Linked DNA regions of Capsicum annuum: region 1 is linked to region 2. The links are chromatin contacts, called in public Hi-C maps. All regions are on one chromosome and are shown on one strand. Each heading gives the region's core, a stretch centred on a gene start, on an enhancer-like site or on the middle of the called end of the contact. The rest is flanking DNA. Distances are from core to core; before and after follow the strand shown. Region 1 has its middle 14 kb from the start of LOC107863979. Region 2 holds the start of LOC107863980 (protein TRANSPORT INHIBITOR RESPONSE 1).

Region 1 (7,197 bases), core at 2,470-4,969, 68 kb after region 2:
TTGTAGTTACTGATTATGGTCAGAAATTGAAAGGTCGATTAGAGTCAGACTCGATTTTGTCACGGATTTTTGATTCGATTTAGACTGGATTTTTTATTCTGAGTTGAGTTTTAAATTCGAGGTCAAAAGTTGAGGTTCGGTTCGAGGTTTTCGGTGCGGATTCCATCTCGTTTAATTGAATAATACTTGAAAGCAACATTGAGGTCCAATTCTTTCTTCTCTTCCTTTTTAATTCTTGTATGATTATGAACGTACGATCCGATACCATTGTTTTATTTGTTGATGTGAATTGTTAGTGACATTTGAGTGTTTGATGTGGCCATGCATGATCGGTGAATGTTCGTTATTCTTGATTGGGGGATTGCGTATTGAAATGAGTTAATCATGTGGTTGAAGAGTGAATTGGGGCAGGAATAAAAAATTGGTAAATTTGAATTTCAATAATTTTGATTCATTGATGTTGGTTTACTTCGGAATAGGCGATGATGTTAATTTTGTCGAACACGACAGTACCATGATAGGTCGAGATGGGTAGGCAACTAGTAGGCTCGGGTAGGTAAATTTAGGGATTGAGGATTGATGAAATGTTTGAAATATGTGTTAAATGACTTGGTTTTATCGCATTTGACTCAATTATACTCATTTGGCCGAGGAATGCCCCGAGGTATCTATATTGCTTTATCCGGGGAATGCCACGAGAAAGTTGTACTTGAAAACGTTGCACGATCAAGGCCCGTAATATCGGGTGGAGTTTAGTTTAGGACTAGTTTAGAATAGGATTTATATTTTTTGCATTTTTTTCTATTTTGGGACTGTATAATTGGACTGGACATTATATTTCGGAATTTGTTTTGTTTGTGTTTGTTTGTTTAATTGTTGTGTGCTTTTGTGTGGTTTATACATTTGTAGTGCTAAATTAGCCGATATACTCCACCGAGCGACTGTGGTCGAACCACGGGACCGAGGGGTGCCTAACACCTTCCCCTCGGTCAACAGAATTCCTTAGCTGGAATCTCCGTTCGCGGATCAGTTTAGAGTCAAACTGTTTTGAAAAAGGATTTCCAAAGGTGACTTGACACACCCGATCTATGTCAAGTGGCGACTCTGAATTTCATTGTAAAATATCCTTTTCGGAACAAATTTTTTTATCTTTTTGTCACTTTAATAATAAAAACCCTTTCAAACGTTAAAATTAATCTTTTTGGAGTTAAAAAAAAAAGGAGTATGACAAATAAATGCATTATTTTTGTCAATACACTCTACCAAATCACCCCTTAGGTTCCTTTTATAGGAGGGAAGGCCCCCATTTTCGTCCCACAACCGATGTGGGATCCCACTTTCAACACTATACTCATGATCTTAGTTGTCTTCTCTTAATTAGTTATATTTATACATTTTTTTTTCTTTTTTAATTAGGTTTATACATCATATTCTACTAAAAAAAATACATACTGCATGGGTGGGAGCTGGGGGTTTGAGTGAGGGAGTTAGATTCAGTTTTTTAATAATATTTGTCATGTCAATATTAATCTATTGTGGAAAGAATTTTTGTTACAGCTTTGATTTATATTCTTGTATTTTTTCTTAATTACATGTCCACTTGATATTGGATCAAATTTAGAAAACATTACAAATTTATATTTTTTTTTCTTATAATATTTATTTTGACACAATGTTGTATTTTAAATTTTGTTATTCTTTTTATATACAATTTTATTAATTTGATATGAGACACACGTGCAAAGCACTTATGCTAAACTAGTTAATACAAAAATCACACAACCTAAATCTTGTGGACAGTTCTTGTTTTTTTTTTTTTTTCCTGAAAATAAATTAAATAAATAATAATTAATTCAATCAAAAAGCTCCGATTCTATCCAAAACCCACATAAAGAAAGTAAATAACCATTCATATGCTCACCTTTTTTCCTATCGTTTTAAAATGTTTGGTTTGAAGTATACCTGGTAATTCTTTCAGGTACCCAAGTCAACTAGAAAATTAACGGAGTTCGTTGATTTTCAAAAATATTTAAAACAAATGTAACAACTTGAAATCGAACCCATGTATTTACCACGACCACTAAATCAAGAATGCTCTTTGATAAAATACTTCTGTTATTTTTATTTATAGTACCCACCAACTACATGAAATGTATTTTGTTTGATACTTGTGAAGTTGTTTCCCTTTTATATATCTCTAATGGCATTGTGAAATATAACTCCCTAGTAAATGTATCTTTTGTAGGTCGTTTTCTTCTTTGATTGCATGTTGACATTGTTTATACATAATATGCAGTGATATTCAAGTATATTTGGTGATCGATTCATCTAAGTTGGGGTGGTTTTTTGTGATAACACATGCATATCTCATATAATACAAACGTGATACACTTAAATACGATTATATACACTAGAATATGTTGTAGTTATACAAAGTTTATGTTATATGTGTTATCTTTCCATATTGATATAATATGTTTTGATAATGATTAACGTCAAACTAATAACAAAAATCATGTAGGATACATGAAGACACAATCAAGGCAAAGGATCGCCTATGGAGCTAAACTTGGAGAAGCATCTCGAAAGATTCCTAACTACAAGGAAGTTGGAGCTGGATGTGGAAAAGATCTCAGTACATCCCAAATTATAAGGAAGACAATCAACAATCACAGAGTAGCATGGAAAGCAGATCTCTCACGGAATCACGGAAGGAAGGAAGATCACACCCTCTATGTAGACATATCTGATATGGACATGTATGGTTGTAAGTCTATATTCGAGAAAGGAGGGTCATATTGTATGTACGGACATATCTGATATGGACGTACCATATGATGTGAATCCTTAATCAAGGAATCAATTCAAATCTTTGATTGAGAGGAAATTCCTTTGGGTTTTCCTTATAGAGAAAAAAAGCTAGATTAGTTGGAGGCTATAAAGAGGAAGATTGAAGAAGGAAGACGATACAGAACTTCACAGGAAACTCTTAGTGTTTCTCAATCTTTAGTCTTCATAAAGCTTTGTAATTTCAATTTACAATTCTTACAAAAAGAGAAAGATTGAGTCGATTTAGTGATACTAGTTGAGGCTGTGTCACAAGATCTTAATAACAAAATAAGATTCAGAAATTGTCCATCCCATATGTAATCAAATTCTCTATTTGAAAGCTCTAAAGGAAGCTCTTGTAATCCAAGGAGACTGGAGTAGGCACCACACCGGTGATTCGAACCAGGATAAATCTTGTGTCTTTTGTTTACTTATTTACCTGCGCTTTTTATATCATTCTGTTTTATTCAGTATATTAACATGTGAGTGAATTGACTACAAGTCTGATCAATCAACTCAAAAAAAGTTTTCAATTCACCCTCCTCTTGAATTTCAATAGGTATGTTAGTTGTATGTGTGATGCTTTGTGATATGTTGAAGTGTGCTATATGTGCTAGTACCGTACGACTAAGTTGAGCGAACAAATACATTGTATTCAACGAAATTATGTGTGTTAATGTTCAGTGAACAAATACAGTGTATCCAATAGATATAAAGCAAACAAGCACAACTCCAAAATAACAGATTAAGCAAACTATAATTACAAACCGTAATTATATTTCAAAAGGACTTTATTCGTTTATGAAATTTTCTCAATAGTAGCTAGTAGGTAAAGTGACTTAATAAAAGGGCCCAAACAAGCAATACAGTTCAAAACCATTTAGGCCCAATAACCTTCCTATATGTTGGTTGTCTTACCTAAAATCCCTAACCCTAATTTGACATTGAAGCTCTTTAGTCTCTAAAATCGTGAATTGTTTAACAGTCAAAAACCATAATCAAAGTAATGAGTTTTGCTAATGGAGCTTTATTTCTGTAAAATATTTTTGTCATTTGCTAATTTAATTTGTGATTATTATTATTATTATTACTTGGAGGAAGTTGGCCAGTGATGACAAACAAATAAGCACGAGCGGCAACAACATCTTTTTATTGCGCACCTGTGGTTGTTAACCATGGGGTTGTTGTTGCTATGAATAATGTGCCTATATGCTAATCTGAGGCCTTCTTCCTCTTAATTTATATATATATATATATATATATATATATATATATATATATATATATACATGTTTTGTTTTAAAAATATACACTGAATTTGTGATGCTTTGTTATTTGTGTTATTTTTGTGCTTAGCAGTTACTTTGCTCTTTGATATTGTTTGATTTGGACTATTTCTCCTCAGTATTTTGAGCTTATTTCACCTTTGGCTGTGTTAGTTTTTTTTTTTTTTTTTTTGTAGTTTTTTTTTGCGGAAGTACCAAAAATTGGTTCAGGCCAATTGTTTGGAACTTGAAAAATATTTGAATATTAGATTTTGATCAAATTTCCATGTCAAACAGATGTTTGAACACTAATTTTCAATATCTGATGCAAAATCTTTGACCAAATATTAGCTTATAGTTAAGAGTTTGCATCCTTAAAGTTTATGGTCTCTTGTGATATATGTTTGCCTTAATAATTTTGTTTAGACATTGGATGTGATGGCTCTATAGTTATACCAATGTTTAGTTACCATGATCTTAGAAAAGTAAGGTTGGCCTGGGATATGTAACTTTAATTGTAGAAATGTTCCTAATTGATAAAAAGAAATGCAAGACGATAGATAGGATAAGGAAACTAGTCTCCCTTTTGTGTAGGTTCCAATCAATTCCAGGGACCATCTTTGTTTTCTAGTGTGTGCATCTACACCGGCCTGTTCATGTAAATTTCAGAACAAACTTCTCTTTTGCTTGAAAGTGTTTTGTCCTTTGATTCCGGCTTTTTCTTTTTCCTCAAAAAGATAGCTTTTATATCCATGGCTGCAGCTGGGAAATCTTGTGATTGTTAAGTTCTATCTGTCTACTTTCTAATGTAGGATTAGGGAATTTAATTGCTTTTAACACTGCATTGCTTGAGTTTAATGTATGGATGCAGGTTCGTATTTCATATGGCTTGTAGATGTAAAAAATAATGCTCCGGTTTTGACTGGTATTTTAATTGTTTGCTTGTGTACTAGTTATATCAATGAATATAAGAGTGTTTTATCTTGAGAAGGTAAAGACTGGTGGAAGTTGGGACTTGGGAGTACATTTCTCAAAAGTCATTTATGATTTGACTTTATGAATTTTGTTTTCTGAATTATAATTGAAAAAACTGAGAACTAACCAGACCAAACCAAATTGCCACATGTATATCCCCTATTTGCAGTTGATTCATACCAGAGTTCACTAATTTTGGAAGTGTTTTACTATTGCTCATTAGGCTGCATATTTGTTGTTGGGCAAATTAACAACAATGCAATAACTTGTACACTTTCAGTGGTGGTTTGCTTTGCGGACAAAGTTATCTCTAGACTATAGTTTAGGGATGATAAGGCTGGAACTAATTAATTTCACTTGAGAGGTGAAGTAAGATAATACTATAAATTGGATTGGATAAAGTGAAATATTCAGGATGTGACTAAATTTAAAGTACTTTGTTAGGAACTAACCTACTTATTAGTGCATCCGTGCATCTTTTCACGTGCCTGAACCATTCCAATCTTGTTTCTCGTCTTGTATGTTAGAAAGGCCGCTCCAAAATTATCCTATATAACATCATTCCTAGTCATATTTCCTAGTATGCACACACATCCTTCTGAGCATTCTCATCTCAGCTACTTAGGTGGGATAAGGATAACTAATTTCAGGATTAATTTAGAAGATGAGCTTATATCATGTTTGATTGAGACAAAATGCATGGAATAACTCATGTCGGGATTGTAGTGTTTTCTTATCCCTCTTTGAGCTAATTTTAGAATTAGTAATCTCGAGATAACTTGTTTCCAACCAAACAACCCTTATGTTTTTTGAATGAGCGTTCTTGATCAATCAACACTTTGTCCCAAAAACAATGTTGATCTATCCATCATTTTATACAATTTACCTTTAAACTTTGGCGGACATTCCTTGCACACATACTCTGGAGGCAAGCCTCCATTTCACCTCTCTAATATGATGTGCAATATCGTTATCAATCTCCCTTTCTCCTTGACTTATTGACCTAAGATACCTTAAACCTTTTTTTTTGGGTATGACTTGTACATCGATCTACGCTTCCACTTTTGTCTCATGTTTTTCGTCACTAAACTTGCATTTTAGATACTCTAATTTTAGTTAAGCTAACCTTGGAACCTAAAGACTCAAGGGCTTGTCTCCAATGTTCCAACCTATCTTTAACTCCACAACCTTCTTGTCAATCAATATTATGACATTTGCAATTAACATACACTATGATACCCCTTTAGAATCAATTCCTCGGATTGTCACCCAACTTAAGAAGTGTCCCACTAAAGTCACTAATCTTTTTTTTGTTCCAATAATGTCATTCAACTTTATACATTTTCCTTATAAACTAACAATTGTTAAAATAATCCTTGTTCTTTGGTAGAAAAATGGCCAAAATAGCCTCTTAATTTAAATCATGAGTTTAAATAGTTTTTATTCTTTTATATGAAATGTTAATATACCTCCAAATACATTTCAGTTCTTTACTTCATTACATACTCTCCCTGTCTCATTTTGGTTGGACACATTTCATTTTATACGGTGATTAAGAAATCATAAATTGAATGACAAATTTTACTACTCACCCTTTAGCAATATTAATTATATTTATTAGGCATAAGAATGAACATTGAAATTGAAATTGTTAATACATAATGTATACTATGAATTATAGGGATATCATGAGAAAAAATTTAATTAATTCTATTTTGATTAAGTAAGTGATCAACTAATATGGGACATTTATTTTTAATAAGATGACCAACTAAAATGAAATGAAGGGAGTAATATAATTTAAAAAGATATATTATAATATTAAAAAAATAAAAAAGATAAAATTGAGAGATGTATCTAGTTTTTAAAGTCAGGTTAAAGAGGTAATATAATTTTTATATATATATATATATATATTGGGTTTGGGGCGGGGGAGAGGAGAATGTTGAAGGAATTCATCGTCTTCTATATGAATTATGAATTTTCTGACAATAGTTTTTGAAGTAGAAGAAACTAACAACTAAATTTAAGCTATTTTATTAAAAAATAAAGATTAATCATAAATGAATAAATATAAAATATTATTTTATCGCTAAACTCCTAAATTTTCAAATAAATAGAGTGCATA
Region 2 (7,023 bases), core at 2,610-5,109:
GCATCTCTAACTTTTTAGCATTGGTGCCAATGTACTCGAAGACACGGTCCGTAAGGAGGCCAGAAAGTGAAAGCCGCCGCAATTCCTTACAGTTCTCCACAATGGCCCCAAAACCAGCATCAAGTGGCCCAAGGGTTAAGTAATCAGGAGTTCGCGGCTCAATGATACACAAGCGGAAACGAATCATGTTGGGACGATTCCTGGCGATGGTAAATAAAGCTGCATTAGTCATTTGGCGGCAGAAGTACAAAACAGACTGGAGCTTTGGGCAGCCATCTGAGACAGCTACAAGGCCTTGCTCCGTCAAGGTCACATTTGGTTCTGCAGCAAACGGGTCAGAAGGGAAAACCCTCAGCTCTTGAAGGTCCTTACAATTGGCAGCAAGCTCCTCAAGACCAAAATCTTCAATGTAGTCTAGCACCTGCAGTCACATATATTTCGAGTAAAGTAATTCAGCACTTTAAACATAATACTGGAGTTTATAATACACAACCAGTTTGGCTAAGCCACTGGGGAAGAATAGATAAACTGTTTTTCAGTATAGAACCAACTCAATAGATGGATTTATATGTGCATCAGGTAGGCACAAGTATTAAAAAACTGAAACCCTTTCGTCCAGATCACAATCAAGCATATAAGAGTTGGTTTCAACTTCCAAGGAAAGCAAGCGACTTAGCAACACAATATCAAAAATTTGTAGCCAGGAATCTACCTAACCAGCACATGCTAAGTTTATCTATAAAATGAATTACTTTTTGTTATACATGGCAATTATTATGTAAAGACAAATTATTTAGCATCAGAACAATATTGACCTGAATACAGCAAAATGGGTTACGAGGACATACAAAGGCTAAAGCTGAGACCAACTAAAATTGGTTAAGTCGGGGTTGATTGGTTGATCTGTAGCAGTTAGGAATTGGCACAACTATGAAAAAGTTCTTTTCCTTATTCTTCTAAGAGAATATCTGCCAAATTTCATCACAGTGAGTATGATGTTATAATCTCATTGCCTCTTCCTCTTCATTTTCAAGGGAAAAAAAACATGTTTGCAGTTGCTGTATCAAGAACATCAACAATTAAGTCTTCAAAACATTTAGAATACAAGTTAGAACATACCCACAAACGCTGCAAGTTGTGACACTGACTTATGAGCTTGCCAAGCTCAGGGTTTTGACAGGTAGCATAACTCAAATTCAAGGAGGTGAGTCTCGAACACACTGGATATATAGCTGGAAGGTAAGCCGGTACAACATCCCAAAACCCAGACAGACATTTAAGTTGCTTGCAGCCCGAAAAAGCTTCTGTCAGGTTAGAGAAGTAATCAGACCGCACATCAGCAGAGTAAGCACCTGTACCAAATTCGACCAACTGGGAAGTGCGACGAAGCAGGTATGGAAGCTTCTCAAGGGGAACGGCACGATTTATCCGTAGAGTCCTCAAATTAGGAGAACGAGCAACCAGGCGCTCCAAAGCTAAGAAACTGACCTCCGAAACCAAACAGGCAATGTTAAGAGAAACAAGTGACGTGCAGCTATCGGGAAAATGGCTTAGCCAATGTCCACTAAGGTCCTCCACTTCACTCTCTCCCAAGTCTAGTTCTCTCAGATTCCTGTAGCAAAACGGGTGTCACATGACAATACTAATCTACACAATCATTCTGTGATAAGTGAAGCAAATCAACAGACAAGAATGAATGACAATAAATGACAGATGATATGAACAAGATAAATAAGAAGGATTTGAGAATCATGTTTGCCTCAAAGTGACACATCTTTCAAAGTGGAATTTAAATAAATCTCCATTTCCTATCCCTAACACACTTAACCATTTCAAGGTTGAACCACAAATATACTCCATTACAGAACTCCATACTGATAAAACAATTGAATCCCACAAAAGGACCACGGAACAAACATGTGGAAATCTCACGAGAATTCAGATAACATTCAAATCTCCAAAAACTTAACATCTACGCTAGAGGGGAATGTTTTCTTACCATTCAAAATGCAGTTAAATGACAACAGGGAAAGCCAAAATAATTAGGAATCAGAAAGAATCCAATAACTTGCTAACTATCCAGTGAATGCCACAAGAAATTAATGGTAAAAGACAGTCCCTATAAGAATTTAAGAAAACCCACAAGTTAGCATCTCCAATTATAAGGCTTAAAATATCTATGAAGATGGAATGCAAATGCAAAATTTCAGTAAAGGAAGTACAGGAAACAGGCAATTTGTTCGTTCAATAAAAATCTGCCAAAAATTAAGGACCAGAAATACGCCCAAAAAAAGCTGAAAGAAATAAACACAAAGTTCTAAACTTCGGAGTATTGAAGTCAGATGACGAAATGTAGCAGCAAGTAATGTCCAATAATACTACAGTGACTTGTTCTAGCATTATCCATCTGCATAAAAGATGCTTCACTTCCACTAGCTAGCCAAGACAATAGATTACATATCCTAAGAAAAGAATAAACAACTGCAAGGTAAGTGCTTCCTCATTTTCTTTGTTTGATGAGGGGGATAACAAATCCCCAAATTTAGTGCATTCATCCAAAAGGTCAAGACTTAACAACAATACATCACAATAGACTAACCCCTAAGACCCCAATTGGTTTAGACCTATTACCACCTGAGACATGAATTAGTACTTCCTTTGACTAAAAGATTTGCCAAACAATTTCTAATTACTTGAACTACAAGAACCATTTACTAACTAGTACAGTAATACTTCTGTAGTTTATAAAAATGTAAACTTTATTCATTATCCTAATTAATTCAAAGAATTAGATCTAAATACTTCGGTACTTTTAACCATGCTATTCTTTTCAGACAAAGGGGGGGGGACTTCCACGTGTCAACTCCTCCACTGCAGATTAAGACTTCCATGAACAGGGGCAGATCTAGGGGAGCCAGGGCGTGTTCACCCAAACCCCCCCCCCCCCAACAAAACTAGAGATTGACGCAGTAGGTTAGAAAATTCAAATTTTACCTTGACATTCCGAGCTCAAATCTCAAAGGCCACATTTTTATTTTTCGAACATTTTTATTTTTCGAACCCTCTTAGTCAAATCCCAAAGACTACATTTTCATTTTACTGAACCCCCTTAGTCAAAATTCCTAATCCGCCAAAAAAACTCAAATCACAAACACCACATTTTTACTTTTCGAACCCAAAAATGACATCTAAACTAGATCAAAATGTCAACTAAGATTTTAAAAAAGGTCACCTGCAATTAGCGGCAATAGCAGCAAGTCCATCAGTAGTAAAACCATCACAAGAAGACAAAACCAAAACCTTAAAATTCTTAAAAGACTTAGCAATCAACTCCAATGACTCATCAGTAATAACCATACGTTTAAGCTTAATTTCCTCTAACAATGGATACGACTTAGACATAGCCAAAATCCATGGATATACATACGCTCCCCATCCTTCAGGAACCAAATTAAAGTCAGCAAAATGAGGTTTTCCTTTAAGTTCAATAGATCTGACTTCCGGGAACCGTCGGATCATAATCCTAGGATTAACAGCGTAGCAGTTTCCAATGAAAATTTTCCTCCGACACCAACGTTCGATCTCGTACCATGATTTGCATACGAGTGATACAGCGTTACGGTCTTTGTCGGAACTGAGGAAGGAGAAGACGTGTTCGAGTACTTCTTCAGGGAATGAGTACGCCATTGTTGTACGGAGATGGATGGAGGGGCAAAATTGGAATCTCACTTGAGAGTTTAGAGTATTCTCTCTTTTAGATCTGAATCGACATTAAGGGGGTTAGATTTGATTTGGTGTGGGTGTTTGTAGAGAGAGAGAGGGGAGAGAGTATGTGTACTGCACAGAAGATAAGGTTTTATTATGTGATGATGTTGGAATTGGGGTAGGGGCGTGGGGGTGGGGTGTTACCGGTGTGGTCAAAATGTAACCAGGGTTTAAGTGAGTTGAGTAGTTATGTGTGTGGTCAAAATGTTACCGAGGATTTAGGTAGTTTGGTTGGAAATGAGTTATCCCGTAATTAGTTATTATGAAATAAATTGTTTTATCACATTACTAAAAATATAAATAATGAAATAAATAGTTATGGGTCTTAATTAATATCTTCAATCAAACATATAATAAAATAATCATGTATTGTATTTAAAGATTATTATACCTTATTCATCACACTAAACTATCTTCTTAAGATTTAATGCAAAACAAATCAAAGCGAAAAAAATATCCTTTATTTCCTTCTCTTCACTCTGATAAACTTTATTTTATCTTTTTTAGGTTTTTATTTATTTGTGTCTGATATTTATATTAGAGTTCAATTATATTTAAAATAAAAATTTTCATGTTGAAAGCAAAGCTTTTCTTAATAGAAGTGACTCTGTTTTCAGGGGATTCAAAAATGAGACCTATAATTAAGAGGAGGCATATTTCATGAGAGCATCCATGTTTTTATTGATATTTTTGTAATTCAGATTTTTGATCGATCAATCAATAATCAAGTATTTATATCACAAAGGAGATGTATGCAAAAGATCACGCTTATGAAAAAGTGAATTATTTTATGTAGCTTGCGAGAAATTAAGGGCTCATTTGGATATGATTCAATTTAGGTTGATTTGAAGTTGAAAATTTATTTGAATATGCAGTTTAAATTTTTTAAGTTATATTTTTTCCTCATAAACACAAAACTATTAAAAAAAAAATTAACTCTTATAGAAATTTACCAAATGAGCAAAGCATCATTGATAAACAAGATAACGGAATTTCATAAGACACCAAATTAATAAATCAAATATTTTCATGTGTTATTATAAATAAATGTTTGTGATCATATGTTATTATCATGTTTCAAATAAACATTTTGCTACAAATAATTACATAATCCAATAAATTAACAATAATAGTAACTAACTATTCTTGATATAACTTTAACATGGTACATGTAATTTTTTCATGTTAAACACAAGTTTTTTAAAATTGTTAATTTTTGTTTTATTTATTCCTTTCTATAAACTGTAAATAATGGGTTAAATTTTACATTTAAAGAGGAATAATTAAAATTAAAATTTTAAATTTGAAATCCTACATTTTGAAAAATTTTAAATTTGAAATCATGACTTAGAATTGAAATTAAATTTATGCAAATCTCATAACACAGACGGTGATTTCAAATTGAGGTCCAAAATCACATGAGCAATTGCCTATTAATAGCAGTAATTAGGAATTAACTAAATATATTACAAGCTGATTTATGAGATTTTAATTATGGAATAATTTTATTTAAATAATATATGTTTCATATAATGAAAAGTAGATATGAAAATTGAACAATAATACAAAATCATTATACTGTTATTATTATTGTTTGACATGTGAGCTCTTGGTGGTTGTCCATCTCCAAGTTTGAGAATCCATTAGAACACAAATATACAGAATAATGGCTAGTTAAAAGTCTTGATTTAAAGTAATAAAAACTGAAAGTGGAGTGTCAAATTCAATTGAAAAAAAACATTAAATTTTATGATCTTAAATAAAAAATATGTAAAAATTTTAAAGTTGCTAAAAAACATTAAGATGATAATAACACATATTTGATGTACTTCACATAGTAGGATATAAAAAAAATAAAATGTAGCATGTAGTTTTAGGGTGTGTTTGGTACGAAGGAAATATTTTTCAAAAAATATTTTCTAGTTTTCTTATGTTTTGTTGGCTTATATATTTTGAAAAATATTTTCCAAACCAACTTATTTTCCTTAAGTCAGGAAAATGACTTTCATTCAAAAAAAGTAAGGAAAACATTTTCCAAAACTTTCTTTTAACCTCATTTTAAAGTTGAAATATTCATACAATTCTTAAAATCATCTACCTGCACCCGCCCCCATTACCCTATCACCCCAACACCACCTCTACCCCAACCCCACCTCTACCCCTACCCCCATCCCACTCCCAAAATTCAATTATTTTAAAAGGTATTTCAAATTTTTTTCTTAGTCCATCTCCTACCCCACCCAACCCCTACCCCTACCAGTCCCTTCCAAAAATAATATCTACATTTTATTAAGAAATTCAAACTATTCTCTTACCACATACCCCTACCCTTACCATCCTCTCCCCCTCCCCCAACCTTAAAAAAAAAAAAAAAAAAATTTATTTAAAAAAAATCAATTTTTTTCTCTCCCCTTCTCCCTCACTCCCCTACCCTGAACCCGAACTTCTACTGCCCCCTCCTCCTCCCCTTCTCCCTCCCCCCCGCCAATTTTTAAATTCTTTTTTAACAAAAAAAAATTTAAAATTTTTTCTTACCCCACCCCTACGACCCATTCTGACACCCTCATCCACCCCGCTATCAACCCTTATCCCAAAAAAGAATTTAACTTTTTAAAATTTATTTTTTATAAAAAGATTCTAAAATGTATTTTACACTTTAGCTAAATACTAAAATTATTTTTTGAAAAATATTTCTCATTGACCAACCAAATAATAAAAAATATTTTTCAGGAAATATTTTCCATCCACCAATCAAACATAAGAAATCAACTTGTTTTTCAGGAAAACATTTTCTAGGAAAATATTTTTCATGGAATTGAACCCTTGTCATTTATTTATTTTAAGGTTTCGTTTAACCATGAAAATCATATTTTTTTTAAGATTGGAGTTGGAGTTGAAGTTAAAGTTGGAGTTGTATTTGATTATGAATATAAATTAAAGTTGTTTTTTAAATTTTGTGAGAGAAGTATGAGTGAAAAAAAATATTTTTTAGTTTTTCAAATATAATTTTAAAATTACATTTAAAATTTTCATGAATAAATACCATAATTTTCATTTTTTTACTAAAATAAAATAATTTTCTTTAAATAAAAATTTACTTATGACCAAACGCTACAAAATAAAAGACAAATGAATTGAAATAGGCTAGCAGTAATAATTGAAACATGAAATAATAAAATAAAAAAAATCTAAACATGAAAATATTACCAGGGGTTGTGGTGGGGTGAGGGGGTGGGGGTGGGGGACCTTGAGAGATGA

The links. Hi-C and Micro-C count contacts between places; a contact is called where the count stands out from the background.
Region 1: a Hi-C map of leaf shows a contact between it and region 2, with 3 times the contacts expected there. The contact joins the enhancer-like site here to the promoter of LOC107863980 in region 2. A contact is called at or near these places in 3 of 5 Hi-C or Micro-C datasets (bud, leaf and placenta).

The regions. Positions count from the first base shown.
Region 1 is chr3:33,712,057-33,719,253 of UCD10Xv1.1, forward strand. No RefSeq gene overlaps it. Among protein-coding and RNA genes, the nearest start is that of LOC107863979, 14 kb to the right of the region's middle. Within about 2 kb of position 3,720, at least 5 of the 5 cell types and tissues checked have an H3K27ac peak or open chromatin away from gene starts, as enhancers often do. A contact at or near this core is called in bud and leaf, where this site is marked.
Region 2 is chr3:33,643,468-33,650,490 of UCD10Xv1.1, forward strand. It overlaps LOC107863980 (protein TRANSPORT INHIBITOR RESPONSE 1), which reads right to left and starts at 3,860. Exons shown (of 3, transcript XM_016710213.2): 1 at 3,233-3,860; 2 at 1,120-1,612; 3 at 1-421. The coding sequence starts at 3,687.